Linked DNA regions of Mus musculus: regions 1, 3 and 4 are each linked to region 2. Evidence: chromatin contacts called from public promoter capture Hi-C data. All regions are on one chromosome and are shown on one strand. The core of a region is the stretch at or near the end of the contact, and the rest is flanking DNA. Distances in the headings are between cores, read along the strand shown.

Region 1 (3,416 bases), core at 319-2,818, 1.2 Mb after region 2:
AAGTACCATTCATAGCAGTCTAAGAGGAGTAATGGAAAGAGAAGGGGCTTTGAAACAGTCATTCTGGCTGGGCATGGTGGTGCCCACCTTAAATCCTAGCACTCAGAAGACTGAGGCAGAAGGATCTCTGAGTTCGAGGCCACCCTGGCCTACAAAGCTAGTTCCAGAAACTCTGTCTCCAAAAACTGAACATCAACATTTTTTCTGCTTTGAAACAGTACAAAGGAGCTGTGAAGATGGCTTACGGTGCCGGGCATGGTGGCACACGCCTTTAATCCCAGCACTCAGGAGACAGAGGCAGGCGGATTTCTGAGTTCGAGGCCAGCCTGGTCTACAAAGTGAGTTCCAGGACAGCCAAGGCTATACAGAGAAACCCTGTCTTGAAAAACAAACAAACAAACAAACAAAGATGGCTTACGGCTTACCTCTATCCGTAACATTTTTTATTATAAAAAGATAACCTTGGGAGTAGAGGGGGAAGCTTGGTTAGTAGGATGCTTGCCCGGAACATACCAAGCCCTAACTTCAGTCCTCATCACTGTGTGAACCAGGCACAATTCCAGCACTCAGGTGATGGAGGTAGGTTATCCTCAGCTACTCAGCTACAAGAAGAATATGAGGTTAGTCTGATCTACATTAAAAATTAACACACACACACACACACACACACACACACACACACACACACACACACCACTACAACAAAAAGCAGTGCAGTGCAGAGTCAATATCAAGATGAAAACCAAGAGGCTGCCCTGCTCTTGCAGAAGACCTGAGTTTAGTTCCCAGTACCTGTGCTCTGTGTGTGACTCAGGACTACCTGGAACCCCCGCTCCAGGGGGATCTGATGTTTCTAGCCTCCCCAAGAGCACCAAACACACCCACATAAAGACCCACACATACACATGATTCCAAGTAAAAATAAAATACAGCAAAAGGGGAATATGCCTTTAGAAAATAATAAGGAAATAAAACTCCCCAAACCTTAGAGAAGTATATGGTGCACAGTAGGTGCTACATAAAGGATTTTACAATGAGGGTAATAAAGTGAAAATGTTTTCCAGGTATAAACGGTGTCCTTCAAACCAGCCCTGCTGTTCACACCTGTAATCCCAGCATATGGGAGGATGAATCCTGCTTCGTTCTCATTCGGGAGGTTTGCTGCTGCTGTAAGGCCAGCCTGAGCTGTGAGCTTCAGGAGAATCTAACTTGAGAGAAGGAAGGGGGCGGGGTGGGGGGGAGAGGGAGGGAAAGAGGGGAGAGATAGAAAAGCAAAGAGAAATGCAGACTTTTCTTTTGAGCCTGTTTTTACACACTTTTTAAAACTGTGTGTGTGTGTGTGTGTGTGTGTGTGTGTGTGTGTGTGTGTGTGTGTGTGTGTGTGCGTGTGTGCGTGCGTGACAGAGACGGGGGAGAAAGGAAGATGGAGCGATAGATAGCGAACCCGCTGAGGGGTAGGCAGCACCGGAAACCTCAGCAGGCAGGGATCCCCCGTGAGGGGGAGGGGAGCCTTTGGTCTCTCCCCAGCCTCTTCCTTCCCCCTGGCCTAGGGGTGGGTGGGGAGGGGCAGTTCCTCTTTCCTTCCTAAACTCGGTGGACGCTCCAGCTCCCCGGAGCCTGACAATCTGGTTAGGGAAGGAACCTGATCACACTCCTGTCAGGAGCCCCCACCCCACCCCCCCGACCCTCCCCATCCCCTCCAAGAAACATGAACCGGAAAGACATCAAAAGGTAAGAGGACCCTTCCCAAGGAGACCTGGGAGAGCCAAAGTCCTGGCGCCGCTGGCTGTGGGGAGTGGGAGAGGGGTCTTGGGACTCCTCCAAGACCCGCTCTAGTGGAGTCCAAGAATGAGATGCTTCAGGGAGCTGAGCACCTGAGCCTGCGTTACTGCTGCTGTCTCTCCCTGGAGTTTGAGCTGACCTATGTCTCTCCATCCTAGCTCCCTCAGCTGGCTGCCCCTGTCTTCCCCGGGGTCTTCTCTGTTCCCTATTATGGTCACTGCCCCCCACCCTCACCCCGGACTGGAAACTCCAGGCTCCTGCAGGACCGGGTCCCAGGAGAGAGGTTCATGACGTAGGTCTAGGCAGCTTCCCTGACTCTTAAACCACTCCTGGCTGCTCCAGACACTCCCGGGGGCTGCCGGTCTGCAGGTAAGGGGGCAGCAGGATCTCAAACGGATTTCTGTCTCCTGGCATTGCTTGCCCACCTGACCCCTTAAGGAGGGATGGTGCTGGGTCCCCAACCTGGATAGCTCGCTTCCCTGGCATGACCTGATGAGCAAAGGGATTCAGTATAGTGAGAGGATCCTTGCTATCTCATCCTCTGCCCGAGTGGCCTTAGGTAAGTTACTCCAGTACTCTTTCTCAGTTCCCGCTTCTGTCAGAGTTACCTTGGCTACCACTCCAGAGGGTCTTTAATTGCACAGCCACTTAGAGGGCTTGAAAAGCACAGGCCGTTGGACTCACCCGGAAAGTTTTAGATTCTGTGAGACTGTGGGTGGGCTAGCCTCAGATGCTGTGCTTAGGTGGAACGCACAGGAAGATAATCTTTTGGTTCTTGGTGTGGGCACCTAAACAAACAAACAAAAAAAAAAAAAACAAGAAACAAACAAAAAACACAAGACCCTGATCTTTTACAGAGTGCTCAGCCTGCGTTCTAGTCGATGCTGTGCAACAGGTGTGCACTTTATTTAACATTTAACAGCCCCTTTGATGCTGCTGCAGGAGACAAGGCAGATTTTATTGTAGGATGTCCCTGTTTGTGATTTCACACCCATGCCATGCGGAAAGGCAGGCTAACTCCTTCTGTCTTGTTTTGTTTTGTTTGTTTTTGTTTTTGAGGTGGTGTTTTGTTTTTGTCTTTGTGTTGAGAGTTTTGCTCTGAAGCCCAAGCTGGCCTTAAACGTGCAATCCCCCTGCCTCCGTTTCCCAGGCAGCTAGGATTACAAGAGAGCATCACAACGTGCAGCTTTCTTTTCCTATCTGGAGGTCAGCTGCCCCATCAGCCGGGTCCCTTTGAGGATCCAGATGTTCTAACATCTGGGGGAAATCCAAGGATGAGTCTACCTTTTCCTATGAAGAAAGCAAGGGCCAGAAGGACATTGGGTCACTTATTAAAAGGCACACAGCCATCAGAAATTTCTGGAACCCAGTTCTGGATGAGTCTGAAGACTAGCCTCGAATCCTTTCCTCTGGCCCTCCCTTCTTCCCACCACCCCTTTTTCCTCACCTGGGGCAGGCACCGAGGGAGGCATATGACAGGAAAGGTTATTTTTAAACTTTCCTTGAAGCTGCTGTGGCCCCAGGGATCCTGCCTAGCTCTCAGGAGCCTGTGAGAAGGCTCTGGTCTACTTCCTCTCCTGGCTCAAAAAATGTGGGGAGCAGGCTAGAGGCTAAGACTCTTGGGTGTTCGAAAA
Region 2 (3,536 bases), core at 946-3,445:
AATAGTTTGTAAAGACTAAGGAGCATAGACAGGAAGTACACTCATTACAAAAATGGCAATTCAGTCGTTCCGATGCACACAAAGTCTCCAAATTATCACACTGTACACAATACAAACAAATCATCTGAAAATTGAGAAAGTTCTGCTTTACATTAATACACAGTTTGTGTTCTTGTTGTTTTGAGACAGGGTGTCACCATGTAGTCCAGCCAGCCCAGAGCTCGTCCTGTGGATCAAGCTGCTACGCAAGTCACAGGGATCTCCTGCTTCTGCCTCCCAAATTCCAAGATTGAAGCCTAGCTTTTCTTTTTGAGCCGCTTTCTTAAACATCCACCAGCAATCGCATTGTTTCTCACACTCCCTTGTCCTGCAGAACACTGAGGGGAATGAACCCAAGATGGCCTCACAGAGAACAACTAAAGCACACCAGGCCCTTAGGATATGGTGGCACTGCACTAACAGGCTTCACCACAGGCATCCTAAGGTTCCTGACAGGCCTGGAGAGCCTGAGGGAACAGAACCAAGACTCCAACCCGATACCACAGATCCACACCCACTATCAGCCATGGCATTGCTCATCTGGACCTGGCCAACATTACCCATTACACACACACACACACACACACACACACACACACACACACACACAGAGTCAGAAAATCACTAGCTCTCAAAGATGCCAAATTCAGTGCTATCACTTTTCCACTCCCAAAGTTCTCAAGAGTGAACAGAAATCGTCTACCACCTACATTTTCCCCTGTACAGAACACCTATTAAACACATCCCATCTAACCTTAAGTGAATGAGACTCAAACTACCATATTTATTTATTAGGTTCTGTGCAATTACTGCGGGATGACCCTAATCTATATCTCTAAATGACAGTCTGGCGACTGGCTCGACTGCACTTCCCAAATCCTTGCTGTTTCAAACTTCCAGGGCTACTTCTGCTCCAGCCGTCTGGTGTCCCCGGGAGGCATATCACTCTGTCAGGAACGGTTGGTCCAGCTCTTGGAGACCTCCTGTTCTCTAGTCTTTTCCTCCCCTGTGCTCTGCCTCTGTTCTCTCTCCTCCCCTGGTGGTGCCTACTTGAGACCCACAGCTCAGTTACTCAAACTCTACCTCTCTCTATTCCTCTCAGGAACTGGCTGTGGCTAGTTTTATTTAAACTCAGGTTTTAAGCTGGGGAGCAAAGTTCACATAGCATCACTTGGAGTATGTGAGGATCTGCTCATGGCGAAGGGTGGGGGGGGGGGGACACCAGATCTTGGGAGCCAGTATTTAGCATTAAATACAAGCAGCACCAGCACCCCTGAAGTCCCCCTGCTTTGAAAGGAAGGTCTATAAAGATCAAAGTCCATCTGCTATGTGATGCCATGGATAGGAATTGGTTTGAGTTTGAGATTCCTAAGGTTAACCTCTGGAGATTCTTATCTATAAAGTCTAGGGGAAAGGTCTGATTATTGAGAGATATCAAGGATCACTGAAACAATAGTGAGAATACTAATTGGGAGGAGAACGAACAATGTAAGAGCCACAAAGTTGGAGCTATCAGTTTGTCTGTTACTCCTTCATTTACTGACAATTCTATAGTCTAAACCTAAAGCCTCGTTTCTCACACGGAGAGAAAGCACAAACTTCGCCCTTGAGTCTTAGCTGAGTAGCAATAAAGATCTCATGCTTCTCTAGCCCTCCTTTGGAATAATGGCCGAAATGGGGAGCCTGTGGGGAGCCCAAGGAAGCCTGAGATCCCAAACTAGATCTGAGAGCATCCTCAATGAGCACTTTCCCTCCCTTCCCGCAACACTCGCATTGCTACAGCTCAGGGAAACCTAGGGATCTTATCCCCCTAGGGGCCCCTCGGAGGCACTTCCGGCCTCAGCTACTCATGTACCTCAAAGGAAGCTTCCCTTCAGACTCTGCACCTGATCTTTCCTTGCTTCAGCCCCTGTGCCTGCAAGAGAAAGCAGGAGCAGAAAGCTACAAGCATAGTGACACAGGAGATGCAGAGTGCTCAAGGTGCGTATACATACAGAGAAACAGACACACACATCACCGCCCCTACACACTCACACAAATATCAACATCCATCCCACACCCACACCCAGCATGCTGGCTCCGATCTTACTCTGTGAGGACGTAGGCCATAGAGCGATTTCTTCCACCTACGAGAAAAACCTGACTTTTCAAGGGAGCGATACACGACACCGGAATTCGATCCGTTACTTCCGGTGCGGTGGACCCTGGGAAATGTAGTCCTTGCGGCGGAACTCCGGGAAGCCCAGAGCTCAGAGGTTCAGGGCGATCCGAGCTTGCTACTGGGACCAGCCCACCTGGGAGCTGCGCCTGGTGGTGTCAGGGGTTTTTCCAAAAAGGCACAGCCTTTAAAAGCTCCCGTGTGGTGCTCAAAAGGTACTTCCGCTTCTGCGCGCCACTGATTTTTCTCTTCCCTGGAGCGGACTGACAAGCAGAACAGGAAGTAAGATCAGAATGGGATATAAGTGACTTGAGTCCCACTGAGTGGGATTCCACCTCGCTGTGACCTGGTAGGGACTATGGTAAATTTGGAAAGACTAAACTAAAGAATTGTTGGTGTTAAACGTGGATAGTTTACATCAGCGATTTCAGACAGCCAGGTGTTCTGGACCCTCCCTGAGTTCAGGGTCCCTGTTACCTAGATAGAAAACGGTGAGTGAGGAACACATCAGAAAGTTTCAACTGAGTCGTGTCCGTTAGACAGTAATTTACCTCACGTTGAAGGATGAAAACAAGGAGGATTTGAAAACAAGTCAGACTCAACCGAGTATCAACTACAGAAAATATGTTAAAGTTCAGTACTCTAGAAGATTACGAGTGACCGTAATGAAGACTCAGGTTGATTTGATAATCGAGACAGACTGGGGACACAACATTGCCAGTGTAAATAAAGAGGCCAAGTCATCAAGTATAATAAACATGGCTGCGCGTGGTAAGACATGCCTTTTATCCCAGCAAAGGGGAGGCACAGCTCACTGCATGTGTGTGAGACTGAAGCCAGCTACAAGTATAGAGTGAAACCCTCCCTAAAAACTAAAATAAACTAAAAGTACTAATAGCGCAGCTTCAGGCACGAAGCAGGGGGAAAGCCTGGTAAGTAATAAGGTAGTAATAAGAATGACAGCCAGAAAATGGCCTAGTTGGCCGTCATTGGGAAGAGAGACCCCTTGGTCTTGCAAAGTTTATATGCCCCAGTACAGGGGAACGCCAGGGCCAAGAAGTGGGAGTGAGTGGGTAGGGGAGCAGGGCAGGGGGGAGGGTATAGGGAACTTTCAGGATAGCATTTGAAATGTAAATAAAGAAAATATCTAATAAATAAGAAAAGAAGCAGGGGGTGGGGGTGGGGGGAGATCAAATTGTGAGGGCTGGAGGGATGGCTCAGTGGTTAACAGCACTGACTGCTCTTCTGAAGGTCCTGAGTTCAAATCCCAGCAACCACATTGTAGCTCACAACCATCCCTAATGAGATCTGACGCCCTCTTATGGTGTGTCTGAAGACA
Region 3 (3,438 bases), core at 10-2,509, 1.9 Mb after region 2:
CTTGAGGTTTCTTCTGGATGGACGCAAGCCACTGCTATGGCTGATTCGTGAATATTGCTTACAAGTGAGTCGAGCTACCACTGCTGATTCCTGTGAATTGAACTGCCTGCTGCTATCCTGACAACAAAGACTGGGATTGCCCCAAAGAACTATTTCTAAACAGCCCACATCCTCCTCTGCCCTATTAACCTTTCCTTTCCACTGCCTCTGGTGGGTGGTAGGCTAGAAGGGAGGTTAAAGCATTTAAGCACACTTAAGTTGGTTTTGAAAAATACAAGCTTACTGGAAAAAAAAATATATATATATATATGAATGAGAGAGACAGAGTCTTTCTGTGTAACCCTGAGTATCCTAGACTTTGTTCTATAGACCAGACTGGCCTCAAATTCAGAGATTCACCTAACTCTGCCTCTGGGAGGAAAAAATACTTTTGTTTTTTCAAGACAGAGTTTCTCTGTATTGCCCTGGCTCTCCTAGAACTTGCTCTGTAGACCAGACTGGCCTTGAATTTAGAGATCTGCTGGCCTCTGCCTCCCAAGTGTTAGGATCAAAGGAGTGTGTCAGCCCTGCCTGGCTGAAAAAAAGAAAAAAACACTTTTAATTAGAGGCTTGCAGACAGTTTCAGAGGGTGAGTCTGTGGTCAACATGGTAGGAAATATGGCATCAGGCAGGCTCTGCCCTAGAGCAAGTAGGTGAGAACTCACATCTGATTCTAAGGCCTCACTTGGGCTTGAACCCTCAAAGCCCACCTACAGAGGTACACCCCTGCAACAAGGCCACATCTCCTAACTGAGAACCAACATCCAAATATATGAGCCTGTGGGGGCCATTCTCCTTCAAACCAATGAAGTGGAAACTTAAGGGTTCTTTGAAAGTCGTTTGGAAGTGGATACAGGTGAAAGATAACACAGATCATCATGAGCAACTAGTCAATTATTCCAGAAATATGTAGTGACCCTTCACAAACAAACTACAGTGGCTGAATCTCTGTTGAGCAACCCCACATGTGGTATAAAATCTCATTACCACAGGTATAAATCACCTCACAAATATTGCGATTGGGGGGAGAGAGGGAGGAAAGAGGAGCGGTTTGGAAGGAGAGAGGGGGAAGGGAGGGGAGAGGTGGAAGGGAAAGAGGGAGGGGTGAGAGAGAAGGTGGAGGGGAGGGAGGGGGGGGCAGGCATTGGCCCCAGCCATTGGACTACATTTCCCAGAGCCACCGGGAGCAGAACGCCGTTTCCGTTTCCTGGCGAGAGTTCGGGGTACTTGCGTCACGAGAGGGTTGTGTCTGGAGGATCTCCTAAGCATCCCATAGAGCAGGCTGCCTGTAGTGGAGCCCGGCGCAGGAGGCGGGACCCTGAGCTTCCCTCGGAGGTGAGCGTGCTGAGGAACGTCTGGAGGACGTGTCTGTGGCATTAGGTGGCGGTGTCTCCCGTGTATACGCCACAAGCCTGTGCTTTTGGAGCCTGTTGCGACCCTTGGTTTGTGGTTGGCGTGCTGTGTGTGAATGAGTTGTGACACACAAGGGTGTGTGTGATTGTTGCTTATCTCACTAGAGATGTTTCTGGGACTGATGGTGTCGGCCCACGTGTATGGTGGAGAAACGGTGCTGTTATAGCGAGGTATTTAGATGTTTATGTCACTCTGAGGTTGTTGATGTACCTGGTATCCTGTGCATAACTGGCTTGCCTCGGAAGACATGTGTGATAGTGTCACTGAGATTACGATTGCTTGTTTCCGTCGCCTGTGACTTTTATAGTGTTCTCCCATTTGGGTGACTGTGTGAGTGCGTGTGTATGAATGTATGCGTGTGTGTTTATGTGTGTACGTGTGTGTATGTGTGTGACTGTAGGATGCTGTGTGCTGTACTCATGATTGTAAAGAAAGTAGAAGTTCACCCTTGTAAAAGAATGTCGCTGACAGTATTTGTCCCTGACAGAATGTTTGGTTATTGTACATGCTTGGGTCCTATATACGAGTTAGTGCTCCAACGGTGTAGCTCTGACAGTGTAAATTGTGACACTAGCAATGTGACTGTGGAAATTTTCTTGTTTCTACCTGTGATCCTTCCCTGATGTGGTAGGGTACAACGGTGAAATTTTGTTGGAATTCATGGGGGGTCCCCACCATGAATCTACCAAAGGATCCTGAGTTGCTTGTGACTTTGTCTCTCCCCAATTACTCCCAGAATGTAAAGACTTAACCCCTCTGTGGGGACGGAGGAAGAGGTTGTCTCTAATTCAGAGTATATGGCAAGAACAACATAGCATCTCATTTAACTTTTTTATTCTCAAAGTACAACACAGAAGAGGAAAAATGGCCATTGTCCATCTAGAAGGGAAGTTTGAGGTAAGCAGATATTTGTCTCCTCAACAGCCTTTATCATGTCAGAAAACGATCTTTGTTTTACTTTATTGTTGTTTTTGTGACTGTCTCCTACCCAAGTCTTCTCTTATAATGGAGGAACAAGGCAATTTATTTATTCCTATTTACTTATTTTTGAGGCAGGTCTCTGCCTGGTTTGAACCTCTTTATGTAGTACACACTGGCCTTGAAATCATAAAGACCCATCGTCCTCTTCCTTCCAAGTTCTGGGTTAAAGGCATGCATTAACTCAATGGCATTTGATGTTTATATTTTGAGAGTAATGAAAATGTGTAATTTGTAATAGATGTTTTCCAATACTGGATACATTTATAAAGAATGGATTTGATGCTCAAATTAAAAGAAAGAGCATTCTTGTACTATTTATGTAACTTTTGGGAGAATTTAGCTTTTGTTTCAGTTTTTTGTTTTGGTTTTGGTTTGGTTTGGTTTTCTTTTTGAGACAGGGTTTCTCTTTGCAGCCTTGGCTGTCCTAGAACTCACTCTGTGGACCTGGCTGGCCTTGAACTCAGAAATTCCCCTGCTTCTGCCCCCTGAGTGCTGACATTAAAGGCATGCGCCACAACCACCGAGGGTCTTAGCTTTTTTAATTTTTATATTTTCAGTACCATCTTGCTTTATAGCGCCAACTAGTCAAATTCTTACTTCAACCTTCAGTTTTGTTTTGTTTTTGTTTATTTAGTAAATGAAGTCTTCTATTTGTGTGCATTTGAGTGAATTTGCTCCATGTTGTATGCAGGTACCTGGGGAGTCCATAAGAGGGCACTAGAGCTTCCATTACAGGCAGGTGCGAGCTGCCAGATGTGGGCGCAGGGGAACGAAACTGGGATCCTCTGCCACTGCAGACTTCATTCTGTTCTGTTTTGGTTTTAGACAGGGTCTTGAGTCGCCCAGGTGAGGATCCTTGAACTCTTGGTCCTATTGTCTCTGCCTCTTAAGAGCTGAGAGAGGATAGGCCTATGGTCTGTTTTTTGTTGTTGTTGGTTTTTGGTTTTTTGGTTTTTTTAGCTATTGAGTGGAATTTTAAAATGAGAAATTAGACGCACAGCTCGA
Region 4 (3,387 bases), core at 639-3,138, 1.3 Mb after region 2:
ACAGAGTCTTAAAAACTCTCTAGGCACAGGCTGTGGTCGAATGCTAGGGTGACATACCCGAGCCATAGGACCTCACTAAAAATCCTGTCTCTGTCAAGCACTCTCTCTGCACAGAGCCCGACTCAAAGTATTGATGTAAATAGCGAGTAATTAGCATTATCACACAGGGCACTGGGCTCCTGGGCAGGAGCGTTGCTTGGGCAACTGAGGACTGGGAGGGCCAAGTTCTGAGGAGAGCATTCTAGGAAGGGTCTGTGACAGTGATGGGAAAGGAAAGAGAGCCGGGGCCTTTCCTGGTAGTAGCCTGGGCTTCAGAGGTGACAGGATCTGAGTGTAAGGGCTGAGGTAGAGCTGCGAAATCAAGTTGGTGTGCTGGGAATCTGGAGGGTGGCAGAGGATTGTGACAAGGACCCTCTGAGCTCAATACTGGGTCTGGAGACTGGACGTATCATGGCATGGTCTGGAGATGATACTATGTGAGGGGTACCCACACCCCTTATTTATTCCTGGGCAGGACGTAAATCAGACACCCTGCAGTGCCGGGGGACGCCTGAGATGGGTGGGTGGGTGGGTGGATGGGGACATTTGTGGAAGGGAGCTATAGCAGTCTAGAGGTGTATTGTGTGTGTGAAGTGCGGGAAACCTTGAGACTTATGATGGGTGGACCGCCCCCTGCTGGACAAGAATTTTTTTTGTATTAACACTTGATATGCTAATTTATGCTGCCACTCTAATCAGAATGCTAAGTTATTCCCCAGAGGTGGGGCTGAGTGTGAGTCGTGTGTGTGTGTGTGTGTGTGTGTGTGTGTGTGTGTGATATTCAGTAGGTCAGCTCATTCTCTGGGGATCTCTTAGGGTAGAGTGTGGGAGAGAAAAGGAGGCAAGGAGGATCCTGTAGGGACGTGTGCAGGCACACGAATTCTATATCCAGACAGCAGCCAGGGGCTGAGAACAGGTAAGGTTTCCTCCCAGGATCTCAAAGCCCTTCTCTAGAAAATGAGGATAGTCCGGTTTAACCTGGAGAGAGCTGTGTTAAGCACATAGTGAGTGTTAAGTATTCACTCAACAAATATTTGTTGAACACCTGCTAAGGCAGGCTATTTATTCTTCCTAATAACAGTGCAACCACTTTATGCCTTGGTACATATCAGATCCTCTTTGTAGATATCTTCTCGGTGGAATAAATGAATTTATAGGTATCTGCCAGGTACTAATTCCAGCACTTGCCTGGTATGGCGTCACACACTAATTTCAGCACTTGGAGAGACAGGAAAAATGGCCAGTTTGGGCTGAACAGCAAGATGCTGTCCCTAAAACAGTCACTTACCCTGTTGCTATTGTAATCTTCAGTCCGTTGAGACAGGCCCAGAACGCTTAGCTTAAGTCATGCGCACCAAGTCCCACAAGCGAGGATTTGAGGCCAGGAAGAAGGAAGGCAGTTCTGTAGTCCTTCGTAGGAGTGGACTGGGGTGGCCGCGAGAGTCATCTCTCAGTCACGATGGGTTCTCTACAGCTTGGAGTGCTAGGTGGCGTTTGGCGTGCTGGTGACACAGCTGGGTGGGCACCTGCGAGGTCCCCGCGCGCCTGTGGCCGGTTGTGCGTGAAGGTGGGGTGAATGGAAGTCTGCGAGTGTAGTGTGACTATGTGTAAGCTGCCATGTGCGCGTGTGTGCGTGCATGCGTCTGTGCACGTGGGGCTGGAAGTGCGTGTGAGTGAGCGTGTGTGAACGACTGCGAGATCCTCCATCCCTCCCCCACCCCACCCCCTGGGTCGGAGGACCCGCTAGGGACTACCACTCCCGGCATGGCCTGGGCGGCCCGCCCTGCCATCCTGATTGGCTGAGATCCTCGTGCTCCCGCCCCCTGGGAATGAATGGATGGGCGGCCTCAGCGCCCGCCCGACCGCTGGGAGGACCGACCCGGCAGGGACCTGCTGGGGGCAGGACCCGGGGAGCAAGATGGCCACGGTCATCCCCAGCCCCCTGAGGTGGTGCGGGTGGGCGCGAGGCGGGGGAGTCGGCGCGGGCGGGTCTGTGCGGCCGCGCGCGCGCGTGTGTATGTGTGTGGCCGCTGGGGGTGGGGCTGGTGGGGTGTCAGGGGGCTGTCACCGCGTGCGGGGGTGCGAGTGTATGTGACTGAGGGTGTTTAGCAAGAATGATGTCCGACGCGTTGCTCCAGGACTGGGAGAGGGCGTGGGGGAGGGGTCTCCAAGGATTTTTAGGGGAAAGGGGTCATGTCCCCTCCCAGGGATGCCAGGGTTTGAGAGAGGGTACATGGTCTAGGGAAGCTGGGGCCTGGGTACACTCGAATCCACGCTACCTTTGTCTTGGGGTGTGGAGTGTGTTGAGCGACTTATACATTGCTTTTTGCTTTGTAGCTGAATGTGTGGGTATGTATAGGGTTTCTTTTATTCTGCACTACCTATCTGAGTATTTGGGTCTCGAAGTGTGTGCACATGTCTGGCGAATCTGCACCATTTATGTTCTGTGTCTTTGGATATGGACGTGTGAGGATAGGTCTAAATTTTTGTGTGAACATGAGCAGACCTGACTGCCCCTCTGTTTCCAAGGCGTGTACCTGTGTATTTGGGGATGCATTTTAAATTTGGGGTTTCTGTGTATGTGTACCCTTGAAAATCTCAGTGATGTCTTTGTATTGTGTGTTTGGCTGGAGTGTCTTTGGATGGATATGTAAGCGCATATGTAAATGTTTATAGGGTCCCTATCTTTTGACATTGTGTGACTGTTGGGATGAGTGTTGTGTGGTGTGTTTCCATGTTGTGGGTCTTTGTGGATAAGCTGTCTCTGGAACCATCTGGGTCTCTGGATACATGACATTCATAGGTAGTTCTATGGCTTTTTTTGATTTGGATTATTTGTGTTCTGCAAGAGATGTGTGTCTGTGTGACAGAGAGAATTTGTTTGCTACTCCTTTGTGAAGATTGGGATACGTTTCTCTTTGTGTGTGAATCCCGTGTGGCCATGTGCGATTTGTTTGTATTGGGTGTTTGGCTACGTTCATGTGTGGATGGGTCCCGGTATGTTTTGGTTTGTTTTTATATTGTCTGTGAACACTTCTTAACCCGAGACATAATCAAGTTTTAGGTAGCTGCTTCCCTGCCAGCACCCTGCCCCGCCCCCGGATCCAGAGGGGTGGGAGAAGATGGGGGAGGTGAAGGTGGACCTGGCCGGCTTGCCCTTTGCGGAGCAGTGGGAACGGGCAGCCGCGGGAGGGTGCTGGGCCTCCCTGCACTAGCCCTTGCTGACAGCCGCCCGCCCGCTGCTCGCCCGCCCCCACAGCCTTGGCGAGGACTTCTACCGGGAGGCCATCGAGCACTGTCGCAGCTACAACGCGCGCCTGTGTGCCGAGCGCAGCCTGCGCCTGCCTT

What was found. Promoter capture Hi-C pulls out the DNA fragments that hold promoters and counts their contacts. Capture Hi-C pulls out chosen DNA fragments and counts their contacts.
Region 1: a contact with region 2 is called in a promoter capture Hi-C map of liver, with 6 times the contacts expected there. The contact joins the promoter of Rasgrp4 here to the promoter of Zfp780b in region 2. A contact is called at or near these places in 1 of 39 promoter capture datasets (liver) and 1 of 115 datasets of contacts at active chromatin or transcription factors (microglia).
Region 3: a promoter capture Hi-C map of liver shows a contact between it and region 2, with 5 times the contacts expected there. The contact joins the promoter of Zfp420 here to the promoter of Zfp780b in region 2. A contact is called at or near these places in 5 of 39 promoter capture datasets (the C10 cell line, hippocampal neurons, liver and 1 more), 1 of 115 datasets of contacts at active chromatin or transcription factors (bone marrow-derived macrophages) and 1 of 9 other capture datasets (liver).
Region 4: a contact with region 2 is called in a promoter capture Hi-C map of liver, with 2.7 times the contacts expected there. The contact joins the promoter of Dpf1 here to the promoter of Zfp780b in region 2. A contact is called at or near these places in 2 of 39 promoter capture datasets (both in liver) and 1 of 9 other capture datasets (pancreatic islet).

The regions. Positions count from the first base shown.
Region 1 is chr7:29,133,365-29,136,780 of GRCm38.p6, forward strand. Rasgrp4 (RAS guanyl releasing protein 4) reads left to right here and starts at 1,569. Exons shown (of 17, transcript NM_145149.4): 1 at 1,569-1,731. The coding sequence starts at 1,709.
Region 2 is chr7:27,976,962-27,980,497 of GRCm38.p6, forward strand. Zfp780b (zinc finger protein 780B) reads right to left here and starts at 2,196. Exons shown (of 6, transcript NM_001081021.1): 1 at 2,129-2,196.
Region 3 is chr7:29,858,720-29,862,157 of GRCm38.p6, forward strand. It overlaps Zfp420 (zinc finger protein 420), which reads left to right and starts at 1,260. Exons shown (of 4, transcript NM_172740.2): 1 at 1,260-1,374; 2 at 2,297-2,349.
Region 4 is chr7:29,306,113-29,309,499 of GRCm38.p6, forward strand. It overlaps Dpf1 (D4, zinc and double PHD fingers family 1), which reads left to right and starts at 1,889. Exons shown (of 12, transcript NM_001368371.1): 1 at 1,889-1,986; 2 at 3,299-3,387. The coding sequence starts at 1,958.